Linked DNA regions of Mus musculus: regions 1 and 2 are each linked to region 3. A link is a contact called in public Hi-C data. All regions are on one chromosome and are shown on one strand. Each heading gives the region's core, a stretch centred on a gene start, on an enhancer-like site or on the middle of the called end of the contact. The rest is flanking DNA. Distances are from core to core; before and after follow the strand shown. Region 1 overlaps Elp4 (elongator acetyltransferase complex subunit 4). Region 2 holds the start of 4930527A07Rik (RIKEN cDNA 4930527A07 gene). Region 3 overlaps Pax6os1 (paired box 6 opposite strand 1).

Region 1 (2,815 bases), core at 304-2,803, 200 kb after region 3:
TTGGTTCTCATTTTCCATGCAGGTGGATTCTGGACACCAAACTCAAACTGTCAGACTTAGCAGAGACCTCTTCCATGGCAACAGTTCTTTAAGAATAAGAATACTTTCTTATTTATTTAAGAATAAAAGATAAATTTAGAAGTCCATTGGAGTCCACTTACAAGATACTTATAAATGATTTGTAAAGGCAGCCATGGCTTTACTTGGTATAGCTGGTAATATTCTGGCATTGAATAAATGCGGTGTTACCAGATGGAAACATTTCTCTCCAGACAAATGTTTTGCATTATTCACTTCAGTAGCTTCAAAGCTCTAGCATATTAACATTATCAACTAATTTTAAAAGTTTTTAATTAAGATAAAAATGTAAACCTCTTTAGTTTTTAAGAGATAGGGTTCTTTGTTCCCTTTTTAAAATCAGGAAATAACACTTTCTTTAGTATTTGCCAAATAGCATGGGTGAGTTTTATCCAATGAAGAACTGGGGTAAAAACTGTTATCATTCGAAGACAGTAACTATGTGATAAAGATACTGACTACAAATATCAAGTCACCAACTGCCAATGACAATAAATAAAGACATGCTGCAGTCTAGTTTCACGTTTGAAATCTGATCTGAGAAAGGTTAACCAACGCAGGCACTGACTGATGTTCTTAAGCAAATGCAGGAGATTTTCCTTCCCGCATTATCACAGGGAAAGAAACATTTTACGTTGTCTGTGTTGAAAAGTCCCCTAGAGAGTGTAGATTATGAAACACTGATAAAAAAATTGCAGTAAAAAAGAGAGAGAGTAAATATTCTTTGAAAAAAAAACTATGAAAAGGGTATAGGAGAATAACCTTCCATTTTAATACCAAGTGTTTACTTCCTGACAGTTTTAGGTAAAAGTGTTTTTAATCTATTTAAAAATACAAATCAAGGATAAGTTATCATGGGTTGTATGAGAAGTATACAAGTAATAGAAAATATATTTTCTTTTCATTTTGCTAACAAAACTGTATTTAGGCACAAAACTAAGCTTTTATTTCCAGAAAGAAATATTACTGATTCTCATTTTTTTACAAGCACACACTATCACTGGGATTAAAAAAAAAAGTATAAAATGTTTACATAATTTTGAGATAGATAACAAATCTCACCAATAGTTAAGACAAATGCTACTTACAGATCAGAAAGAAATGATGGTGTTATAGCTGACTAGATATAGAAATTAAAATGTCCCATTTTACAATACTTTATGCTCACTATGCCAAAAATAATGTTGCTAAAGGCATGGCATGGGATAGTCACTCATTCCCAAGAGTAAGCAGGGCCGGAGGAGTGCTCCTTGTACTCAGAGGATAATAACCACTCACATAGAGATTTATACATAAAGATTTAAAGTCTTCGTATAATATAACATGTAGAAGAATAGAAGAGGGCTTAGTTAAGAGGGCTTAGTTCCTTTTCTTAGATATAAGCTTTTTTTTTTTTTTCCAGTTCATGATAACATCGCCTCAACAAGAGTCGGGACAGTTATGCTGTGAGAACCTGAGCATCTGCTGTTATTATCGCCGAGGCCTGTCTACTTCCCGAGTCTGTGAGACCACATGCTCGGCTGTCCTCTCATCTTGCCATCCTCACCAATTAACTATTAACGTGGAGGGCTGTACACATGCTCTCAGGGGCTCTTTAACAGGCTTCTTGGCGAGTGGAACAACTACTCAGCAGGGATGTGGGAACTAAGTAACGCTGGGAGAGAGGGCACTACGGTGGCTCTGCCCCTAGTCACACTCATAGTTCAGTGTGGAAAAGAACCACACTCAATGGAGCCATCTTCACATATATTTTAAGACAGGGTCTTGGGACAGATACTAAACTATATTCTAGTATAAGAGTTATGAGTAATAATACTACAATTTTATAGGGAAAACTACTTAAAACTACATGTCTGTCTGAAGACATTCATAATATGCCTCCTAAATAGTTTCAGTCCTTTTAAACAGGTATTTAGAACTTATTTTTATACATTGACTTCAAAGCACACTTGTCAGCTTCTATTGTATTATTATAGAAATAACCTTAAATCAAATCAAATAAAACATTTCAAGTTTAAAGTTGTAAGACTTTATGTAAGAACACAAAATAATTCAAATAGAAACTTTAAAAATCACCTTTGTTCACTCTGCTTATAAGTATCATTACAACAATAAGTTGAAATCAGTTTTGAATCTATTATTTTCCCTATTTTAACTTCTCCCCCTCTTTTGCAATTTCCTTAACTATGTGTTCCTTCCCTACAATGAAATTAAACATGGGAAGCATGCCAAAAGTACAATAAAGGGTAACTAATCATTACTGTACAAGTCTGACAGAATGCTAATAACTGAGACAAGAGCACTGATTGGCTGTTTCACTACTCCAAGAGATGAAAATATTTTATATACCCTTAGTCTTGTGCTAATTTAAAGATGGTTAATTATATGACAAAAATTCCAAGGATATGAAATAACATTTTTTTCCCTAACAGAAACAATTATTAACACCAAAGCTCAAATATCCAACACATAACACACACACACTTCCCACACCAGACCAAAAAAAAAAAAAAAAAAAACCTTCAAAACACCCAGTATAACAATAACTAACAAAACCCTTACCACTACCAACGAAACAAAACAAAACTAACAAACATTAAACAAATAAACCCCAAACCCAAACCACCAGCATTCATACTGTTTTTGTTTTATTTTATCCTATCTTCAACATCCCTGAGGTGGTGACTTTGTTATGTTTTATCCATAGATACCTATCACGATGCTTCCGGTATTTGAA
Region 2 (2,760 bases), core at 122-2,621, 130 kb before region 3:
AGAGGATGTTCAAAGCACTGGGCATCGTCAGGGTTAAATCTCGTCCACTTCTATGTGCTCCTGTGACTGTGACCCAAACCCCTGACATAGACATATTATAAAGCAGAGACACTGGCACTTTGAAACTGGCTCGGAGAACCCAGAGTTGTATGGTGTCTGACACAGGCATGGCTTGTACTCCTGTTTGCCTTAGTTCGGGGCGGGTACTTCTTTACAGAGCTGGATGCAGAACGGCAGCCTTACCCTTTGCTAACTCCTTTCTTTGTCTTATTAAGAGATGGTTTTAACATACCACTCTTAAAAAGTTACTCCCTGGAGACTTTCTTCAGACAAACTCCAGCGTTCATTTTGAACAAGAGTGGAACAGTTGTGGATGAGGGGGCCATGTCTTGTCTGATGGGAAAGCCAGCTTTCTTTTCTCCATCAACTCCAGTATAGTTTTCTTCTCTCTAGAACCCTAGAACTCTTGAACTCTCTGGGGTACTGATGTGTCATTCTGCAAAGTGCAGACTTACAGCCAACCCCTAATCCCAGGAGCAGCTTCACCAAAAGCAGGAAGGAGGACACAAGGGGGAAGGAAATCCTGACAGAGCCTCCATTTTCTACTCTATATGAGCATGAACTCCAGAGAGAGAGAGAGAGAGAGAGAGAGAGAGAGAGAGATTTAACACTGAAATGGAGTAAAAGCAATCAACCAGGCCCAGGTCCAGAGCTTTGAGTCAAACCTTGAGTTACATTTTGTAATCCACCCAGCTGATTTTATTCATACTTTCATTGTGCAGATATGGACGGCCCGAAGAAAGATACCCAAGTACTCAACTTGGGAACCACCACAATGGGAGAATGTGCGACAGAGAGATAGGAAAGAGACAATGGAGAAAGGGTAGAGAAAGTAGAGCTGAGGGGGTTGTGTACTCTGGAGAAAGGTGGAACTGGAGACGACAGTGGTGGGCAACAGGCAGCTTTAGGAACCTGCACAACGGCCTGAGGACATGGTGATGCCTTGGCTTGGACTTTGGCAAAGGGCCATGTTTGGATCTGTGCTCCTGTGGCAGCTGGGGTCTGAGTTATCACCAAAGGCCATGCTGATGTCCGTGGTCTGGGCTGCCACTGGAGATCATGTGGATGTCTGAGGGCCTTGGTGCTGTAGGGGGGCATGCTCATCTGAGTGACCTGCTCTGACACCTGAGTCCATGGTGACAGCAGGGTCCATGCTGCTGCCTGGGACCATGTCAGGATCTAGAGTCCCATCACAGCCAGGGTCTGTGTTGGTGCCTCAGGTTCATGTTATCACCAAAGGCTATGCAGATGTCCCTGGGCTGGGCTCCTGAGGCACTGTGCTAGACTGGCCCCGCCCCTTGCCTGGGTGACACAATAGAGCTGACCCTGGTGTGAGGGTCAGGTGAGCTGGCCAAGGGTATGCGCATGGGACAGTTGGCCCTGCCCCTTGCCAGCTGTGATTCGAGGGCAAGCTAGCTGGGGCAGTACTAGACAGCTCGACAGGGTGGTACTGGTGCAGGAGAGCTGGTGGGCTGACCGACTCAGCTACCAACCAGGCCCAGATTCAGGGCTTTGAGTCAGCCCACCCCAACATCTACCCCATCTATGAACTGCTGGGTGGTGTGAAAAGCCCAGTCCTACAGATCCAAAGCTGCAGGATCTCCATGACACAGGGCAATAATAACAGGGTGACTAGGGGGAGTCTCCATGAAGATCTAGTACTGATGATGTAGCAGAAGCCAGATGCCTCCGACCAGAGCAGTGACTCCTTGCAATGAACACTTGTAAGTAAAGATGTGTGGACAGAAGGGTGTACTGTGGGCTACGCTGTGACAAGTTTGTTTGTTTTTTTTTAAATTCTATCCTATATTTGGTGGGGGAGGGAGAGGATGCAAGGGCAGGGGGTGTATAAGAAGGGACAGGGATATGAGTGGGGTTGGTGTGTGTGATTCACCAAAGAATCAATAGAAGGGTTTTTTTAATGTGTACTTCAAAGCTATAACTGAGTCTTGACAGTTATGTGCAGGAGTATTTTGCCTCCAGGAAGCAGACTCTTATCACCCACTACCTTCTCCCACACAGGGGACCAAAAACTGACATCATTCCTCCTGGGAAGACACTTCCTGCTCTGAGCTTCTTCAGGCCATTGGAATGGTTATATTATTTTTATTGTGAATTTTTATTTGGCTTAGTTTGAGGCAGAGTCTCGTGGACTAGCCCTGAACTGCTGATCCCCCTGCCTCGACCTCCCCTCCTGAGAGCTTGGATTATAAGCATCTGTCACCATGCCAAGCTAGAATGGTTATTTTTAAACTGCTCTTTTTTTTTTTTTAAAAGCATATATCCAGATTTGTTGCACCTACTTATAATATGAATTTAAAACAGTTTGTGATCAAATGGCAATTTTAATTTGTCTTGATTCATGTGAAAGTAATTTAAATTCACATTAGTATGCTGGAAACTGATCATTAACACTTTTTAACTGATTTTGTAAACACATTTGGCTTCCAAAATAAACATAAACAGGAAAGAGGAGGGCTTGGCGGAGCTGAGGCATGAAGGCACGCACCCATTGAAGGATCCTTAGCAGAAAACGCAAAGCCATTTGAGAGTTATTTCATCAGCCACTCACTTCATGAAAAATCTGCAAGAAAAATGTGAATAATTTCAGATTTGCCTGGTGGGGAATTTCAAACTGCAGGGTTGTATGTGTGCCTATCACGGCTCATTGCAAATCATTAAGACGGGGTGGGAGGTGCA
Region 3 (2,763 bases), core at 249-2,748:
ATCCTCCCCTGAAGGGCGCTCTCCCTGAGCAGCTGTCACGAACCCTCCCTTAGCAGCTGTAGCCACCATCCATCTGCTCCATAAACTGACTTGGGATAAGGACTGACTGTCGGTGGCTACGTCAGACACATCATATTTGATTAGTGTCTATCTCCTTATATAAAATGGGCTCCCGAGGGATGCTTCTTTAATCTAAGTAGTGGGATTTGGGGTTCTTTGAAGATCAAACTCAAGTTTGCATTGAACTTACTCAACGTATCCAATCTCTACAAAGTGGATAAAAACTGCTTTTTGCTTTTTGCTTTTTTTTTTTTTGCTTGTTTTATGTCTGTGGAGCATAAGGGACTCATATTTGTTAGGCACAAAAACTGACACTGGGTGTTTTTGTGAAGATGTGGGGGCGAGAAGAAGGATCTCTTCCTCCAACAAGCGATCTTCACTGAACACCTGTCCTGTGCCTGCTCCAGGATCCAGGGGAAGAAGGCCTGTGTGTGGTGGTGCTGGCCCTGCCTCAGGAAGTCCCTGCATCCATCCTGACCTTTACCAGAAGGTGCAGTGGGAAAGGATTGATACCGGAAGAAGGGGCCTGCTTCATACACTAAGACCTTGGGAATTAGAAATACCATAATTGGCTTTGGATTCAGCTCAGATAGCTAGAGTAGCTAGCAGACATGAAGTCCTGGGCTTTCCAGAACTATATAAAATGGTGTCACAAGCCTATAATCCCAGCCTTCAGGAGAAGGTGGCAAAAAATTAGAAGTTCAGAGTCATGTTCCACTATGTGGTGAGTTTGAAGCTGTCCAAGGCTACATGAGATCCTGCCTCATTTTAAAGGGATGGGGAGGGGGGGTTGGGGCTGGTGTGGTGGCAAGCATGTGTCATCCCAGATCTAGAGAAATGGAGATAGGCAGGTCCCTTGGGCTCACTGGCAAGCTTGCCCAGACTATCTGCAATCTCCTGATTCCAGTGAGAAGCCTACCTGAAAAGAAAGAGAGCAAGTGAGAGAGGGAGGGAGAGGGAGGAAAGGAAGAAGAAGGAGAAGAAGAAGATAAGAAGGAAGAGGGAAAGAAGGAAGGGACAAAAAAAGGAAGAGGAATAAAGAAAAGCAACACAGTAGAAAACATCTTTTTATTCTAGCGGTTGTTCTTTCTTTCCTCTTCCTTCCCATAGTGTATGTTGGACACACCCACCCAAGGCTGCTCAACTCAGATTTGAATGATTCTGATGGAGGCCTGCAGTCCCCATGGCTGCCCAGTTCATGTCCAGTGCATCCCCAGCCATCAGCAAGTGCAGAGAGAACACTCTTTGTGACCCAAAAGTGCCAGCTTTTCCATGGGTGCTCTGCCTGAGTCTGACAGAAAACAAAATGGGAATTAGACACGTGTGGTGGTTTCAGCATGAGACAGTTACTCGGTTTAATGCCAAATACAAACAGAGAAGAAGGGAAGTGTGTTTGCCAAAGGGAGCCCTCCCCACGGGCTCTGGCCTGGCCCCAGACTGGTTGACAAAGAGCCACAAAGATGGCAGGGTCAGAGCACAGCAACCGAATTCCTGTGTGGCTCACGAGGAGCAAGAGATTTGGCCTCCACAAAACCAGCCTGGTGGCCGTGAAGGATCCTTTCATGCTGGAGTCTGTCCGTTGCCCTTCTTGCTTTTAAGTCCTCCCACTTTGCTCGACATTAAAGACTTTGATCCTCGATGTCAGACCTTCCTTTTAAATGCATCTTCCTTGTCTCAATATGCCATCTAACGCAGCAACTGCGGGTAACATTTCAGTGCAAGATAGAATTCAGCTCCTCAGTCACCCTTGCCACACTGCAAGGACCCCCGTGCGGGACAACACAAAATACAGACCTATCAGGCAGACCTGGTCTACTCCAGGAGCACTTTAACCTTGGCTTTCTTGATAGGTACAGAGGAAATGCGTGAGTATTTAAGCCAGGCAGAACTCTAATCCCAGCCCCCCATTTTAGCAAAGCCTGGACTGGGTGGACCTGTCATTGCACTGCCTCTTCCAAATGCCTCTTGTCACATGCATCTCTGTTCCTGGTTGGCGCCTTGGATCTGAGTCACTGCTGTTTCCCTTTCCTTCCAGCCAGGAAGTTCCTGGGGTACATACAACTCAGCTCGATGTACGCATGCACAGCACAGGGCTCTGCTAACAGCAGGACTTCAGCGTTCAGGAAATCACCTCTGTGGCGTGGGTGGCAATTCATGGTCTTCTTGCTGCTTCGGGGAAAGACTTGCAACTTGAACAGCTAAAAGGCTGCTTTAAGGGTCATCTAGATCATGTGTATTACTGCATGCTTACTGAAGAGTTAACCACGGATCGGGCGCTGTGCTGTGTTTATCCGCACTGAGTCTTCAAGTAAACATGAGTTTCACTTGCTAGTTTGCAGATGAAGAAACTCATTCAGAGAGGCTGAGTGATAACCCTTTGGGTACACAATGAAAGGCACAGTTGGTCTGGCTCCAAGCGATTCCTGAGACAGACTGGGCACTATACTAGGTTGCTTCCAATGTGGGCACTTAGAGGGAACAGTTCTTTCCTGGGGTACAGGCTCTGCTACCACCCTCATTCTGAAGCTGCAAGTGTTGAACCATAAATACCAACAAGATGATGCAAAGATGTTAAAGATGGGTGGAATGTGATCTGGGGCTCAAACATAACTTCCCAAACCCATCTCTCTCTCCATCCTGGGAATTTGAACCCAGAACCTAACAGTTCCTGGACAAGTGCTGCCCTGCTAAGCTACTTCCCCG

What was found. A called contact is a pair of places that touch in the nucleus more often than the background predicts.
Region 1: a Hi-C map of cerebellum shows a contact between it and region 3, with 4 times the contacts expected there. The contact joins two enhancer-like sites. A contact is called at or near these places in 1 of 39 promoter capture datasets (embryonic stem cells), 2 of 15 datasets of contacts at CTCF or cohesin (embryonic stem cells and pro-B cells), 27 of 484 Hi-C or Micro-C datasets (the AML12 cell line, the G1E-ER4 cell line, the HPC-7 cell line and 11 more), 5 of 115 datasets of contacts at active chromatin or transcription factors (differentiating embryonic stem cells, embryonic stem cells and stem cell-derived neural progenitor cells) and 2 of 9 other capture datasets (embryonic stem cells and pancreatic islet).
Region 2: a contact with region 3 is called in a Hi-C map of cerebellar granule neurons, with 2.1 times the contacts expected there. The contact joins the promoter of 4930527A07Rik here to the enhancer-like site in region 3. A contact is called at or near these places in 13 of 484 Hi-C or Micro-C datasets (the G1E-ER4 cell line, the HL-1 cell line, the MC3T3-E1 cell line and 8 more).

The regions. Positions count from the first base shown.
Region 1 is chr2:105,803,103-105,805,917 of GRCm38.p6, forward strand. All of the region lies in intron 7 of Elp4 (elongator acetyltransferase complex subunit 4), which reads right to left. Among named protein-coding and RNA genes, the nearest start is that of Elp4, 100 kb to the right of the region's middle. Within about 2 kb of position 1,554, at least 8 of the 459 cell types and tissues checked have an H3K27ac peak or open chromatin away from gene starts, as enhancers often do. A contact at or near this core is called in cerebellar granule neurons and cerebellum, where this site is marked.
Region 2 is chr2:105,475,072-105,477,831 of GRCm38.p6, forward strand. 4930527A07Rik (RIKEN cDNA 4930527A07 gene) reads left to right here and starts at 1,372. Exons shown (of 3, transcript NR_166134.1): 1 at 1,372-1,784.
Region 3 is chr2:105,606,868-105,609,630 of GRCm38.p6, forward strand. The region is part of intron 1 of Pax6os1 (paired box 6 opposite strand 1); the gene reads right to left. Among named protein-coding and RNA genes, the nearest start is that of Gm35946, 3.3 kb to the right of the region's middle. Within about 2 kb of position 1,499, at least 16 of the 459 cell types and tissues checked have an H3K27ac peak or open chromatin away from gene starts, as enhancers often do. A contact at or near this core is called in cerebellar granule neurons and cerebellum, where this site is marked.